Regions from separate parts of the Mus musculus genome. Here all the other regions are linked to region 3. Evidence: chromatin contacts called from public HiChIP or PLAC-seq and promoter capture Hi-C data. All regions are on one chromosome and are shown on one strand. The core of a region is the stretch at or near the end of the contact, and the rest is flanking DNA. Distances in the headings are between cores, read along the strand shown.

What was found. Promoter capture Hi-C pulls out the DNA fragments that hold promoters and counts their contacts. HiChIP or PLAC-seq counts read pairs in DNA pulled down with a chosen protein or histone mark.
Region 1: a promoter capture Hi-C map of pre-B cells shows a contact between it and region 3, with 2.5 times the contacts expected there. The contact joins the promoter of Slc35e2 here to the promoter of Agrn in region 3. A contact is called at or near these places in 3 of 39 promoter capture datasets (fetal liver, pre-B cells and stem cell-derived epiblast-like cells) and 1 of 9 other capture datasets (liver).
Region 2: an H3K27ac HiChIP or PLAC-seq map of embryonic stem cells shows a contact between it and region 3, with 8 read pairs. The contact joins the promoter of Nadk here to the promoter of Agrn in region 3. A contact is called at or near these places in 1 of 484 Hi-C or Micro-C datasets (myocytes) and 1 of 115 datasets of contacts at active chromatin or transcription factors (embryonic stem cells).
Region 4: a promoter capture Hi-C map of fetal liver shows a contact between it and region 3, with 6 times the contacts expected there. The contact joins the promoter of Gnb1 here to the promoter of Agrn in region 3. A contact is called at or near these places in 4 of 39 promoter capture datasets (fetal liver, liver, pre-B cells and 1 more), 2 of 484 Hi-C or Micro-C datasets (both in embryonic stem cells) and 2 of 115 datasets of contacts at active chromatin or transcription factors (memory CD8 T cells and pancreatic cancer cells).
Region 5: an H3K4me3 HiChIP or PLAC-seq map of embryonic stem cells shows a contact between it and region 3, with 6 read pairs. The contact joins the promoter of Ski here to the promoter of Agrn in region 3. A contact is called at or near these places in 3 of 39 promoter capture datasets (liver, neutrophils and pre-B cells) and 1 of 115 datasets of contacts at active chromatin or transcription factors (embryonic stem cells).

Annotation. Positions count from the first base shown.
Region 1 is chr4:155,600,053-155,602,752 of GRCm38.p6, reverse strand. Slc35e2 (solute carrier family 35, member E2) reads right to left here and starts at 1,337. Exons shown (of 9, transcript NM_177186.4): 1 at 1,015-1,337.
Region 2 is chr4:155,562,405-155,565,114 of GRCm38.p6, reverse strand. Nadk (NAD kinase) reads right to left here and starts at 1,300. Exons shown (of 12, transcript NM_001159637.1): 1 at 1,136-1,300.
Region 3 is chr4:156,196,180-156,198,879 of GRCm38.p6, reverse strand. It overlaps Agrn (agrin), which reads left to right and starts at 1,392. Exons shown (of 36, transcript NM_021604.3): 1 at 1,392-1,666. The coding sequence starts at 1,460. It overlaps Gm46878 (a long non-coding RNA gene), which reads right to left. Exons shown (of 4, transcript XR_003955191.1): 4 at 1-362.
Region 4 is chr4:155,489,921-155,492,620 of GRCm38.p6, reverse strand. It overlaps Gnb1 (guanine nucleotide binding protein (G protein), beta 1), which reads right to left and starts at 1,260. Exons shown (of 12, transcript NM_001160016.1): 1 at 1,041-1,260.
Region 5 is chr4:155,221,175-155,224,023 of GRCm38.p6, reverse strand. Ski (ski sarcoma viral oncogene homolog (avian)) reads left to right here and starts at 1,489. Exons shown (of 7, transcript NM_011385.2): 1 at 1,489-2,472. The coding sequence starts at 1,504.

The DNA of each region.
Region 1 (2,700 bases), core at 88-2,587, 600 kb after region 3:
ATTCTCTCGGTGTGCTTTCAAATGTGCTCTGCAACCAGGGATACTTGTAGTACAGTCCCATAATTGCGGTACTGAGAGGATGAGGCAGGAGGGTCACAAGTTTAAGGCCAGACTGGGCTACCCTGTAAAGATCCTGTCTTAAAAGAAAAAAGAAAAAGAAAAAAAAGCACAAAAAATTATTTTCCAGTTTTTTTTAATAGAGTACATTCATCCCATGAGCGGGCGACTAGACAAACACTGAACAAGGGCCCCCCCACCCCCACCCCCAGTCTGCAGTTTTACTTTTTGTTTTATTTTGCATTTCAAGGGTTCAAAACATCAATGCTGCAAAGAGCCTGTTTCATGCCTGAAAAGTACCGGTTGGAGAAAAACCGCTGGCAGGCTAAAATAAAGTTGAGGCTTGGGACCTGGCTGAGTCGCCCATTCCACGGCACAAAATAAGACGTTTGGGGAGGCAAAATCAGTACACGCCGACAGATGACAGGGTGCCTGCACCTGTCATTGGGTATCGCTTCCTTTCCGGCGCCTGCTGCAGTCACAGCCCGCCCGCGATCCCCCCGCCCCGGTGCCCATCACTGTCCCCACCCTACCTGTGCGTCCAGCCCGGCGAAGCCCGCCACCTGCGCGCCCGGTGCCAACCCGGGCTGACTCCAGGACGGGATGCCCCCGGCCCCCGATGGGGTTCAGTTCTGGGGCTGCCACTGGAGTTTATGCAGAGCCTCAGCCCACGCCCACGGAAGATGCAGCCCGCGCCCGCCTCGGGGCCGAGCAGCTTTAGGCAGAGCGGTCCAGAGTCAAGGGCGAGAGCCGCGAGCCCTCCCACAGCCCTCCTAAGGGTTTAGATTTGGGACACACACACGGGTGGGCGGGGAGAGAGCCGGACGTGACGCACCGGAAGCTGTTACGGGGGGGGGGGGAAGGACACACTCCACACAGGCACACAATGGCACCTTCCAGAACGTTCCACCGCGGCCCACCACGGGGAGCCAGGACACCCTCACGGCGCGTTCGCACCTTCCGTAGCGGCCCACCGCAAACCACGGGGCGGGCGACGATGCGGGGCCACAGCACCGCCTTGCGGCCTCCTGTGGGCGCCTCCGGAGCGTCCCACCTCTGCGGGGTCCGCCATGCTGGGCCAGCGTGCAGGTGTCGCTCCTCTGGCCTGTGGTACATTCCGGAACGTTCCACCGAGACCAAGGTGAAGGAGCCAATCCTCTGAGGCCGCGAAGGTGCCGCCCTCTAGGTCAGACCCAGGGGCTTGATTTCAAGGATCCTAAAATCTGACCAGAAAGTCACAAGACGAGAAGCGCTCAGTGGCGAACGTGCGAGGAACCCCCGTGCTCTCCGAGTCTTGGACGCTGCCGGGATGGGGGCGGGGTCAGCACCATGGGGGCGGGGCCAGCAGCATAGCGACGGGGCGCTCATTGGTCGAGCCTCAGAGGCCCCGCCTTCCTGCAGGACGCTTGCTCTGTCGCCTGATCTCCCCAAGTAGCCGCCGGCTGTGAGATGCTTCCTGGCCCCTTTTATCCCTGAAGGTCATTTTGTGGAGAGGTTTGAGGTTGTGCCTTGCCTCAGCTCTGCTTTTGGTGAAACCTTCCTTTGTTTTTTTCTTGGTTGTTTGAAAACTAGTAAGGTTTCTCCTTCAGATCTCGCACAGTGAGTTGGAGCTTCTTAAACCTTTTCCACTAGAAAACCCTTTCCATATGCAAATCAAACGTTTACTGATAATCAACCTTAAGTCTATCTTAAAACAATTCTTTGCCCGGTGCCGGAGACCAGCCTGGTCCACTTAGTGAGTTCCTGGACAACCAGGTCTATGTAGAGAGACCCTGTCTCAGCAAACAAAAAACAAGTCTTTAGAACACAATGGCACAGTGCAGTTTTACCACTTAAAAGCAAAGGCAAACTGGCTTACGAATGAGAAGATGTGCTTTTTAAATTTTCGCACAGATCATTAAATCTTGACTGAATATCCCATACCACTGGACATAGAGTATCTTCAGCATTTTTCAGAGTTGATGTTTTGATTTTATCAAAACCAAAGTGTGTTTGATTTTGTTGAATTGACGTATGTTTTAGAACCGTATCAGTTGGAAATTCTGTCCTAACCACAAGCCAAGTTTTAACGATTTTTAAAAATGAAACTCAACTCAGAAACTTACGCAAGAATTTTGTTGTTGTTGGGTTCTTTCCTTTGTTTGTTTTTGTCTTTTAAGATAGTGTCTCACTGAGCCGGCATGGTGGCACACACCTTTAATCCCAGCACTCAGGAGGCAGAGGCAGGGGAATTTCTGAGTTCGAGGCCAGCCTGGTCTACAAAGTGAGTTCTAGGACAGCCAGAGCTACACAGAGAAACCCTGTCTCGAAAAAAAAAAAAAAAAAAAAAAAGATAGTGTCTCACTATGTACCCCTGTCTGGCCTGGAACTCACTGTGTACATCAGGCTAGTCTTGAACTCACAGAAATAGACATCTCTGCCTCTCACACTCTGGAATTATGCGCACCTATGTAAGCATTTTTTAATTGAGTTGTTTTATTTGGTCATTGTTGTTTTGTATTTGTTTTGTTTTGAGACAGGGCTGGTGTATCCCTGGCTGGCTTCGGATTTGATGTACAGCCAGGGCTGACCCTGACCTTGCTCTTACCCCACAGTGCTCAGATGACAAGCATGTGTTACTATGCCTGGTTCAACTAGTAATTT
Region 2 (2,710 bases), core at 51-2,550, 630 kb after region 3:
GGCTCAGTGGGACAGCACTTGTGTGAGGATCTGGGCTGGACCTGTAGCACTTCAAACAAGATGAAAAAGAAAAAAAATGAATAAAACTGCATCGTTTTTAATAAATAAATCTACAAAGAAGAAAATGCAGAAGCATTCTGAGATGCCACCTCCAAATGAAGAAGCTACCTGGTCATACTGTATATTGGCACCCGTGGCTGTCCCAGAGCCCAAGATGGGCAGTGTAAGTCACAGTGAAGTCACTGCTGAGGACAAATACGTTCAGAGGGAAGGTGCCGTGCTTTTAATTACCAAGGCGAGGATGCCAGCTTTCCGGCCCGTGGAAACTGACAGTGATACATGAAACCAATGAATATAAGTTTGAATAACACTCTTCTCAAGAGGCAAGCCAAACGAATAAGTTTTGAACCAAAACAGAGAGTTTCCCAAACAAGAAAGGAAAAACAAGTCGCTATTCAGAATCAATGCCAGGAGAAAGCCCATTGCTTGGGAGAGCTGGAAAGAGACGCCGGATCTTGGCCAAGCAAAGGCAGATCCTGGGACTGCGCTGGGCACGCCCTGTTCCCATAACGAAGAAACCTGCCAGAGGCCAAGACAAGCGGCCTGTGAGTGTGACATCCTGAGAGGCAGCAGCCTCTAGGAACATCTCCATGGACTCTTCAGGACTTTGGAAGCTCCTGGCAAGTACTGGATACCAAGTTTACGATGGGGTTTTGGAGAGTTTCACACCTCGATTGCTTACAAAACGCTCGTCTGACTACTTTGCCCACATGCCAAGGTCTCTGGCGCTTGCTAAGGCCCCACTGGAAGACCAATGGAGCCGATTCGGCTGCGGTGCTGCGCGCTGAACTGGCTTAGAACAGAACGGCGGCCTACATGGCTTCTCCCGGGACCCGAACCTCTGACTCGTCCCCCTAAACCCAAGGCCGGACCAGATCTTCAGACCTGTCCCTTAGGCTCCTTCCCCGAGACCACGCGTCATCCTGGCTGCAACCCACGTTCGGACGCAGGGAGGCGCGTCAGAGCCACCAGCGCCCGGCCTCGGGCAGGTGGGCAGGGCCGGCGCCGTGACCCTGTCTTCACGGGTCCCGGCCAGTGACGCCGGGCAGAGGGCGACCCCAGGCCCCGCACTCACCGTCGGCTGCCGCGCGCCCGCGTGGACGTCTACATGCTGGGCCGAGCAGGCGGTCCCTGCTGCCCTACTGCTACCTGGCTCTCAGCGACCCAGCCGCCCGCCACCCCATGGCCGCTCGGTCCAGAGACCGGCACCACCAAGCCCCGCTGCGCCGCGGCTGTCAGTGCGCAAGCGCAGCCCGCACGCATGCGCTGCAGGGCACGTGGGGAGAGCGGCGCAGCCGCACCTACACAGGCGTGCACGCAAACTTCGGGTTTTTCAAAACCCTTTGTAGGCCAAGGATCAGAGGCTGGGGGGTGGGGTGGGGGGTGGGAGACGTGAAGAGGGAGGGGCGAGGCAAAGGGGAGGCGGGGCCGAGAGGAAGTGGGCGGGACACAGGAGTAGGAGGCGGGGCAAAGGAACTGAAACAGGGCATAGCGGAATGGGATGGGGACAAGGAGCGGAAGACAGCACGGGGGGGTGGGGCCAAGGTTGGAGAAAGGGGAGGGGCAGACGGGTAGGAGAAGGGGCAGGCAGAGTGGGAGGGACAGGTCGCAAGAGGGCAGAGCTGGAAAGGGACGGAACTAAGGAGACTAAGCCGGAGGGAAGGGGAAGATCGGGAGAGTGGGCGGGGCCAAAGGGTGGAGGAGTCGGGGCGGAAGGGGAGGCGGGGCAGAGGGTGAGGGAGAAAAAAAAGAAAAAAAGAAAAAAAAAAGAGTAACCGAGGAGGGGCAAAAAGCTCAGTCCCAGCAGCAACAGAGAAAACCACCAGATTCTCTCCCTTTTCTTTCTTTCTTTCTTTCTTTCTTTCTTTCTTTCTTTCTTTCTTTCTTTCTTTCTTTCTTTCTTTCTTTCTTTCTTTCTTTTGCCTCCTTGCCTCGCGGTCTGATCTTTATTCCTGTCCTACGTCACACTCAGTTTGCTTTTTGCTGGCGAGGTCTCCAGGACCATGTGGACAACGCGGGCCAGCTTTGTGGGAAGGTGGGCTTCGTGCCAGGCTCCTGTTCCCACGTTGTTCTTAATGTCCAGCGCATGGACCTGGTATCTTTCAGAAGCAGAACTCGGGTGACAGCGCTCATATGGCTCTCAGGCCCACCAGCAGTGACCTGACACCCTTTGGCAACTGGCAAGGACTTGAGCCTGAAAGTAACAAACCTGACAGCTGGTTGATACAATGGTTCACTACTTTAATCCCAGAGATGAGAGCTCCGGATTTCTAGGAATTCGAGGCCAGCCAGGGGTACCATAGTTAGAGACCCTATCTCAAAAAGAAAAACAAAGTCTTGATAGTTGAGAAGCGACTGTGTAAATAGCGTGCCTCACCCACAGCTGTAAGGAGGGAAAGAGGGAGGCCACCGACTTTGTAGCTGAGCCAGGGATATGCTGAACTGGTGGACATGCTCGTGCATTGATATCCACCAGTGTGCACAGTGCACCAGTAGGTGTTTTCGCAGTCCCGACTCCCAGCACTGTAGTTTTAAGATGTTCACACTATTGCCCTTCCTGTATAGCCCAATCTCCACGCTTCCCCACAGCCCCCCATACCTGCTGCAGTCAGGATGTTCTCTGGTGGGAACTCCTGAGACCTGTGTGCTG
Region 3 (2,700 bases), core at 143-2,642:
GACATCATGTCTCAGATAGGAGGCACCCAATTTGAAAAAGCTTCACCCCCCTTTCTGCCTGATGGCTCTTTGTCTTTTCCTCTATCAGCTTACTCGGGCCTTTGAGTGCGCTTAGGGCACAAGCAAGTCAGTACAAGTCCTTCTGTGGTCCTTCAGACCTTTAAGAGAATTTGAGTGGAACCTCAGAAGACCCCCTTCTGGTTGGTGTGTTTGTGCTTATCTGGATTAGGTGATGCCAGATCTAGCAACGCTGGAGCCCACTGTGTAGATGCGACCTCAAATCTGGGTCCAGAAGGTGGAGTCTTTCTCAGGAGGAAGAGCTGCTGACACTCACACTTCACTCTGGCTTCTGGCTCAACAGCCTATGGAAGATAGCATAGTGTCTTCTCTCGTTTTTTTTTTGTTTTTTTTTTTTTCCAAAATTTTTTTCTTCACTTACATTTCAAATGCTATCCAGAAAATCCCCTATCCCCCCCCCCCCCACCCATTCTCTCGGTTTGTTTGTTTTGTTTTTGGTTTTTTGAGACAGGGTTTCTCTGTGTAGCCCTGGCTGTCCTGGAACTCACTTTGTAGACCAGGCTGGCCTCGAACTCAGAAATCCACCTGCCTCTGCCTCCCGAGTGCGCCACCACCGCCCTGCGCGTTCTTTCAACCTCCTGTAGGTCTAGTGCTAGCTTGGCTCCCGGGGGCCTCGGTTTATATCCTGCACTTAGCCAGGCCAAGCTGGGGAAGCTCTGGTCCACAGAGGGAGAGACGGAGGGGGCGGGGACGGTTCTGTAGCAAGACTGGAGAAGACTTAAGTCCACAAGGAGCATCACACTGGGCGGGTCTGGGCGCATTCGGCACAGTCACCGCTGACCGGCCATCGGCAGGGGGCGTGGCCTGTGGTGGCACCGGGACAGCCGCGGGGCCCTCTGCGCGCAGCCCTAGCGTCAGGCTGGGGAAGGGAAGGTCCGGCTCCGCCAGCGTCTCCTGTGCAGACCGGGCGAGCCCCTTGGAATTCCCAGCACGTCGCCCCTCGATTATACATCAACCTGACTTCAGCTGCATTTCCCGGTGGGAGGACAGTTCAGGCGGACGGGGGAGGGGCCCCGGCGCGACGCCTCCCCCTCCCCCAAGGCGGCCACCCACCCACCCACCCGGCCGAGCCCCCGCCCCAGCTCGGCGGGCGCCGCAGTCTCCGGGCTTTGTTCGCTGCCCGCGCGGGTCGCAGGGAGCGGGGGGCGGGCTGAGCCCTCAGGGGGCGGGGCGGGGCCGCCAGTCCCCGCCCAGTCCCCGCCCCGTCCCCGCCCAGTCCCCGCCCCACCCACGCCGTCCCCGCCCCGTCCCCGCCCAGTCCCCGCCCCACCCACGCCGTCCGCCCTCCCTCCTCCTCCGCCGCGCTGCGGTCCAGTCCTGCCCCCCGAGCGGTCCGGCCCGCGCGCTCTCCCGGCTCCCTCCCGCCGTTCCGGGCTGCGCCATGGTCCGCCCGCGGCTGAGCTTCCCGGCCCCGCTGCTGCCGCTGCTGCTGCTCCTGGCGGCGGCCGCGCCAGCCGTGCCGGGCGCCAGCGGGACGTGCCCGGAGCGCGCCTTGGAGCGGCGCGAGGAGGAGGCGAACGTGGTGCTCACCGGCACAGTGGAGGAGATCCTCAACGTGGACCCGGTGCAGCACACCTACTCCTGCAAGGTGGGCCCCGGCCGGACCCCACGAGACCCAGCCCTCTGGATTCCCAGCCCGGGGCTCCTCTCCCCCGTGGTCCCCGTCCCCGAGGCCCGCCCTTCGCGTGCCGGCCGCCCCGCTGCGACCCCGTCCCCAAGCCGTGGGAACGAACCCGGCACGTTTCTGCGGCCCCAGCTGGAGCTCCCTCGGCGACCGCCGAGCCTCCGGGGGGGGGGGGCGCTCGGGTCCCGGAAAACTCCGCCGCTCGGTGCGAAAGTTACTGCGGGGCCGCTGTGGCTCCTTTCACGGCGTCCAGGCCCCGGTTGCTGTCGTGCCCGCCCCCACCCTTGTCCAGAGCCCCTCTTTCTTGTTGGGAACAAGTGTACACCTTCGCCAAAAGGAACGAATAGGGCTCGGGGAGGCACGAGGGGGGACGAAGTCGACCTGTGGCGAGGCCTTTACCAGGGCGAGGGGTGGTCTGCAGGGAGTCAGGGGTGTGTGGTCTAATCTGCAACCCGGGGAGCCTGCGTAAGGTGCTGCAGCGAACGCGTGTCCGAGCCGGAGCAGAGAAATGGGCAGAGGGCTGTGGCTGAGTTTCCTGTGCTCGAGGCGCAGGGGCTCAAAGGACTGGGTTTCTCCTGCCATACGGTAGAATTAGCTCTGTTTCAACTGCAGCTGAATTTGAGAGCACCTTGGAATAGGTATGGGGTCGATACCCTCGGAATATCCGTTGCTGGTTCTCCTCGTCCCTCAAATCGCTTCGCTGGAAACAGGATTTGTTCTTACTCTTTGGGAATGAGAAGGATGGTGACTTCCTTCAGAGTACCGTGTGTTCATGGGATCCCCCCGCTGGGCCCCCTCCTCTCCCTGCCGAGGCACTTTGCCAAGTCCCTGCAGGATTTTCCCGACTTCCTCCCCGCTGCTCCTGGGTGTGGCTGGGGTGGGGGAGGTGTGAGAACTGTGAGCTTTCCCCCTTTGGGTTATCTCCCACAATAGTTGGGGGTGGGGGGCGCAGGTAGATAAAGTTCTTTAGGTGCTGCAAGTCTTAGGTGTCTCGCAGG
Region 4 (2,700 bases), core at 11-2,510, 710 kb after region 3:
CCCAGGGGAACCCGAGGCTGTGGAGGAGACGCGGAAAGACTAGGCCACCCTCTGAGTGCTCTGGGCAGGACGTCCCCTCCCAGCACTGATGCATCAGGCGAACCCAGGAGCCCGGCGCCTTTTCCTCTGCACCGGCCACCAGAGCCGGCCTTTGTTTTCAGCCCCGGCAGCGGACGGCGCGGTCCTGGCTGACAAAGGCGGGTATCGCCATCTTGTCGCGGCGACCGGACGCGGCGCCCATTCATTTACGGGTGCCTGGGGCCAGGAAGGCCGGCAGCGAAGGAAGCTGGGAAGCTTGGTAGCCGTAGGCCCGCACCCGGCAGGGGTTGATGGCCGAATCCAGTAGACTCGCCCCGTGTCCGCTCCCCGCGCGCCCGGCCGAGTCCCACGCCCCGCAGGAAGGCGCGGTCCGGAGGGCAGAGCTCGGCTTTTGTTCCCGCGGGGACTCGGCCGCGAGAAGAAGCGCCTGCGGCTCTCCTGGCATCCCCACCTTAGCAAGCCATCCAGGCTCGAACCTACGACCCGAGCCCCAGCCCTGCATCCCGTTCCCTTTCTTAAAACTCAAGACCACCTCCGGGATCCCGCATCAGGCCCTAGACCCCCCCGCCCCCCGCAACAGCCTCGACCCCAGGAACATGAATGAGTCTGGAAACCGAATTCCGACACGGGCTTTGAACCCAAGACCACAGATCAGGTCCCGCATCCGGGATCCAGCCTTGAACCCAGAACCCATCCCAGATCTGGCCTTGAACCCAGGACCTCCACCCAGGTTGCCGCATCTCCGGGCCCGCACCCCGGACGCGGCCTTGAGCCTAAGACCCCGGCCCGGGCCTGCGCCCCGGCCCAGGCGGCTCCGCCCCATCCCTCACCCCCCGGACCCCGAGACCCCAGCCCTGCCGCCCACCCGGCACGCCGGGGATCGCCCACCCAACCCTGAAGAGCAGGATGAAGACGGCGGCCGATGACCCACGAGCGAGAAGAGCCGCAGGGCCTGGCCCAGCGCGGGGCAGGCTCAGCTCACAGACCCCAGCCGCGCTCACCTCGCCCTCGCCCGGTCTGGCGCCCACGCCGCCGCCTGGTCGTCGCGCTCGCGGCCTGCGGGCAGGAGTCGGCGAGGCTGGTCGGGTCCGCGCGGCGGCTGTTCCAGTCCCAGCCCCGCTGCCCTCGCCGCCCGCGCCCGCCACCGCCGCCGCCGCCGCCGCCGTCGCCGTCCGCCCCTCAGACGCCTCCAGCCATCAGGATGGGCGCGGCGGCCCCTGCCCGCAGCCTCGGGAAACCCCACGTCGCGTCACCGCGCACGGGCGGCGTGCGCGTGCCGCTCTTTCCGCCCCGCCCCTCCTTCCCTCTGCGCGTGCGCGAGAGGCTTAAAGGACCCGTGATTTTTTTCCCCCACCCCACCCCACCACCACCCCACACACCCCGCAAGGGTCTTCCAGGGACGTTGGCAGCCTATCGGCCTCGGTGGCCTCTGGCTCTGACCTGACGGTGTCGGCTCCTGTGCCATGTGCCCCAAGCCAGAGGGCGGTGTGTCCTGCCTGAATGACCAGCCCGGGAGGGCCGAAAGGCGTGCGTGCGTGCGTGAACGGCCTAGCAGGTTCTAGACAGCGGGGGTAGAGGGGTAGGAATAGCCAGGTGGGACAGGAAAGATGTCAAGATTAACCACCAGAATCTTTAAGACATGCCATCCGGTCTGGTCCGTCGTGCCTATTTGTCCAGCCATCTTCAACTAATATGACTCCTGCCACAATGACTTTTTCACTCCCATTCTGCCCTTTCCAAAACCAGGTGAATACCTCTCTTATTTCCTCTTGGCCTGCACTACCCTCTTTTAAACAAGAGCCACAACTCTCTGGGGGGCCTGGCCACCACGCTGACTCTGAGACCTTTCCATGATTCACACTTGATACCTTCCCTTCTTGTTAGCTTCTGTGCACCTTGCAGCCTTTCCTTGAAGCCCATTCCTTCTTGAAACAGCCTTTGAGTGGTCTGCACACTTCCCCCTCCCTGCCCTGGGCGCTTCCTGCCGGGCCATAGAAATGTGTCTGTCATTGTTCAGTCCTGACAGTTTCCTCATATACTTTCCCTGTGCCAGCCCTGATCTGACGCCTGATTTTACGAGCCCTAGCTTCTGCTAGTGGATGGGTAGAAGTGAGGAACCAGGTATTGGATATTCATTGCTACAAAAGTGTCATTGCTGAGCAGGCACCCTGAGGGAAAACATACATTTACATGAACATACATATATGTACATGCAGATGGTCATGTGGGCATTCGTATCTTTTTCTTGATCACAGTAAGTGTGTGGTCTCTCCAAAATACTGCATATTCTCTTCCTTGCATATTGAGTGACCTGCTTTGAGAGTAAGAAGCCTGGTTCCAGTTACCTCAAATATATCCACCACTGCTATCATCTCACCCTAGGGCCTCTGACCCCTGGGACTCTATGCCCTTCACTCCATCTGTTCGAGACCTGACTCTGTCATTTGTGACTGTTTTTTACCTGAAGTTCTTGACAGCTCCATCATCCCACTCTCTCCAAGTAAAAGTACAGGGTCCTTCCTTCTCACCATTCTCTCCACTGTCCCTTGTGACTCCAACTTCCCACAAGTGCCTCTTCCATGAACTTGTGAAGGCCAGACCTTTGATGATACCACTTCTGCACAGATGTCCCCAACCCCTTAGTAGCCCAGTCCCGAGAGA
Region 5 (2,849 bases), core at 240-2,739, 970 kb after region 3:
AGTACTTTGGGCAGTCCTGCTCTGAAGACCTTGAGTGGTTCTTTGTGCAGGCACATGGGTTTTTGAGCTATCTTCTCAACATAAGAGTAACCTGGCATGAGTGTTCTGTGGTGTCCTTTATGTCACCTGGAATGCGTGTTTGTGTTGCCCCTATCATATGGGGGTAGGAACTTCGGTTGTGTGGCGACCCTAGGGTGCTTTGAGACGTTCTTGTATCAGAACCCGAATGTTTTGTGGCATCCTTGCTATGAGGAAGGGAACCTGGGTTTTGTTTTGTGGTGTCCTTGTTATGAGTGTCTCGTGGAGCACGACGTCCAGCAGTGTGGGGAGTGAAGGTTACTTCACAGTGTCTACCTAGAACGGGAACCCCGGGATGTAGGGCGGCAGCGGCGCAGATCTACTGCGGACCGCCGCTCAGCTGGCCTGTGGTTGTGGCAGGGGCCTTGTGGGTTTCGGGGGCCCCAAGACCGTGGTGGCAGCAGGACCGGAGTCTTCCCAGCCGCGCAGGAAGCGGCCTCGGCCGGAAGGGGGGCCCCAGGCGCCTCCGCTGTGGCCGCCTCCAGTGGCCTCCACAAGGCGGGGCCGAGCGAGACCGAGTAGGGCCGAGCAGGGCCGAGCCGGTACCGAGTAGGGCCGAGCGGGGCCGAGCACTGCCGAGAGGGGCCGAGCTCCGGTACGGGGGAGCCGAGCGGAGTCGAGCTGTGGGCGGACAAAGCCGAGCTTGGCCGAGTCCGGTCCGGGCGTAGCCGAGCGCCACTGAGCCCGGGAGGGGGAGCGCGCGTTCTTGGAAGAGCCCGCCCGGAGCTGGTCACATTCCTGGCCCGCACTCCGGCTGAGGCGGACGCACGGCAACAAACAACGCGGGAGGCGGGGCTGGCGCGGGCGGGGCGGGGCGGTACGGGGCGGGGCGGCGCGCGGCGGCGTGAGCTCAGCTCCCGGCGCTCAGTCCGAGCCGGAGCGAGCCGCCGGAAAGATGTGCGCCCAGTGCGCAGAGCCCCGCGCCGCCGCGGCGCTCTGAGGCCGCGGGCCAGAGGCGCCTCCGCCGTCCCGGGAGCCGCGCGCGCGGGCCAGCGGGCGGCCGGGAGCCGGCAGGCGGCCGCGCGGGCGGGCAGGCCGCCAGGGGCCGGCGGCGGGCGCGACGCGGCCGGTCAGCACCGCCGGGACGAGCCGAGCGGGCGCCGCGCGGTGGGAGGAGCGGGGCAGCGGCGGCGCGCCGCGCGCGCGGGGGGCCCGGGCGGCGGCGGGCGCGGCGCGGGGCGCGTGGATGTGGCGCCGGGCCCGGGCGGCGGCGGGCTCCAGCGGCGGGACCCCTTCGCCCCGCCCGCCTTCGCCTTCGCGCCCCCGGGCGAGGCCGAGGCCGGGGCCGTGATCGGCCGTGAACCGGCGACGGGGGGCGGTCGTGGCCGCGGTCGCGGGCGGCGGCGGGGTGCGCGGGGCGGCGGCGGAGGCCGTGGGGGCCCGGGCGCACGGGAGCGGGAGCGGCCGGGGGAGCCCGATCGCACCATGGAAGCTGCAGCGGCCGGCCGGGGCGGCTTCCAGCCGCACCCGGGGCTGCAGAAGACGCTGGAGCAGTTCCACCTGAGCTCCATGAGCTCGCTGGGCGGCCCGGCCGCTTTCTCGGCGCGCTGGGCGCAGGAGGCCTACAAGAAGGAGAGCGCCAAGGAGGCGGGTGCGGCCACAGTGCCGGCGCCGGTGCCCACTGCCGCGGAGCCGCCGCCCGTGCTGCACCTGCCTGCCATCCAGCCGCCGCCGCCCGTGCTTCCCGGGCCCTTCTTCATGCCGTCGGACCGCTCCACCGAGCGCTGTGAGACCGTGCTGGAAGGGGAGACCATCTCTTGTTTCGTGGTGGGAGGTGAGAAGCGTCTGTGCCTGCCGCAGATCCTCAACTCGGTGCTGCGCGACTTCTCACTGCAGCAGATCAACTCCGTGTGCGATGAGCTGCACATCTACTGCTCGCGCTGCACCGCCGACCAGCTGGAGATCCTCAAAGTCATGGGCATCCTGCCCTTCTCCGCGCCCTCCTGCGGGCTCATCACTAAGACGGACGCCGAGCGCCTGTGCAACGCGCTGCTCTACGGCGGCGCCTACCCGCCGCCTTGCAAGAAGGAGTTGGCGGCCAGCCTGGCGCTGGGCCTGGAGCTCAGCGAACGCAGCGTCCGCGTGTACCACGAGTGCTTCGGCAAGTGCAAAGGGCTGCTGGTGCCCGAGCTGTACAGCAGTCCCAGCGCTGCCTGCATCCAGTGCCTCGACTGCCGCCTCATGTACCCGCCGCACAAGTTCGTTGTACACTCGCACAAGGCCCTGGAGAACCGGACCTGCCACTGGGGCTTCGACTCAGCCAACTGGCGGGCCTACATCCTGCTGAGCCAGGACTACACGGGCAAGGAGGAGCAGGCCCGCCTTGGCCGCTGCCTGGACGACGTGAAGGAGAAGTTCGACTATGCCAACAAGTACAAGCGGAGGGTGCCCCGGGTAAGTGTCCCCGGGTCTTGGGGGTTGGCAAACTATGCTCAAGGTGGGTGGGTGGGGTCCTTCTGCTCTGGGTCCTCTGGGTTCAAAAGGTTGGGGCTCGTGGTTCGACCTTATCAGGCCTTGGGTTGATTTGATTTTAGAAAAGTAGGGGGCTTGTCGGTCTCTTGTGGGTAAGGCCATCTTCGTGTTGTCTGAGCGCTGCTCTTATGGAGTAGAGTAAACGGGAGAGCCCTCTCGGGGCTCATAGCCCTTGACCATTCAGGCTAAGCTCTGAAGGTCTGAGAAAGTGGCAACTTCAAGCTCTGGGAGGTTAGAGTGCCTGGACCTAGGCTGTGACTTTCTGGCCCATATCACCATGGGACCTTGACAGAGTTGTC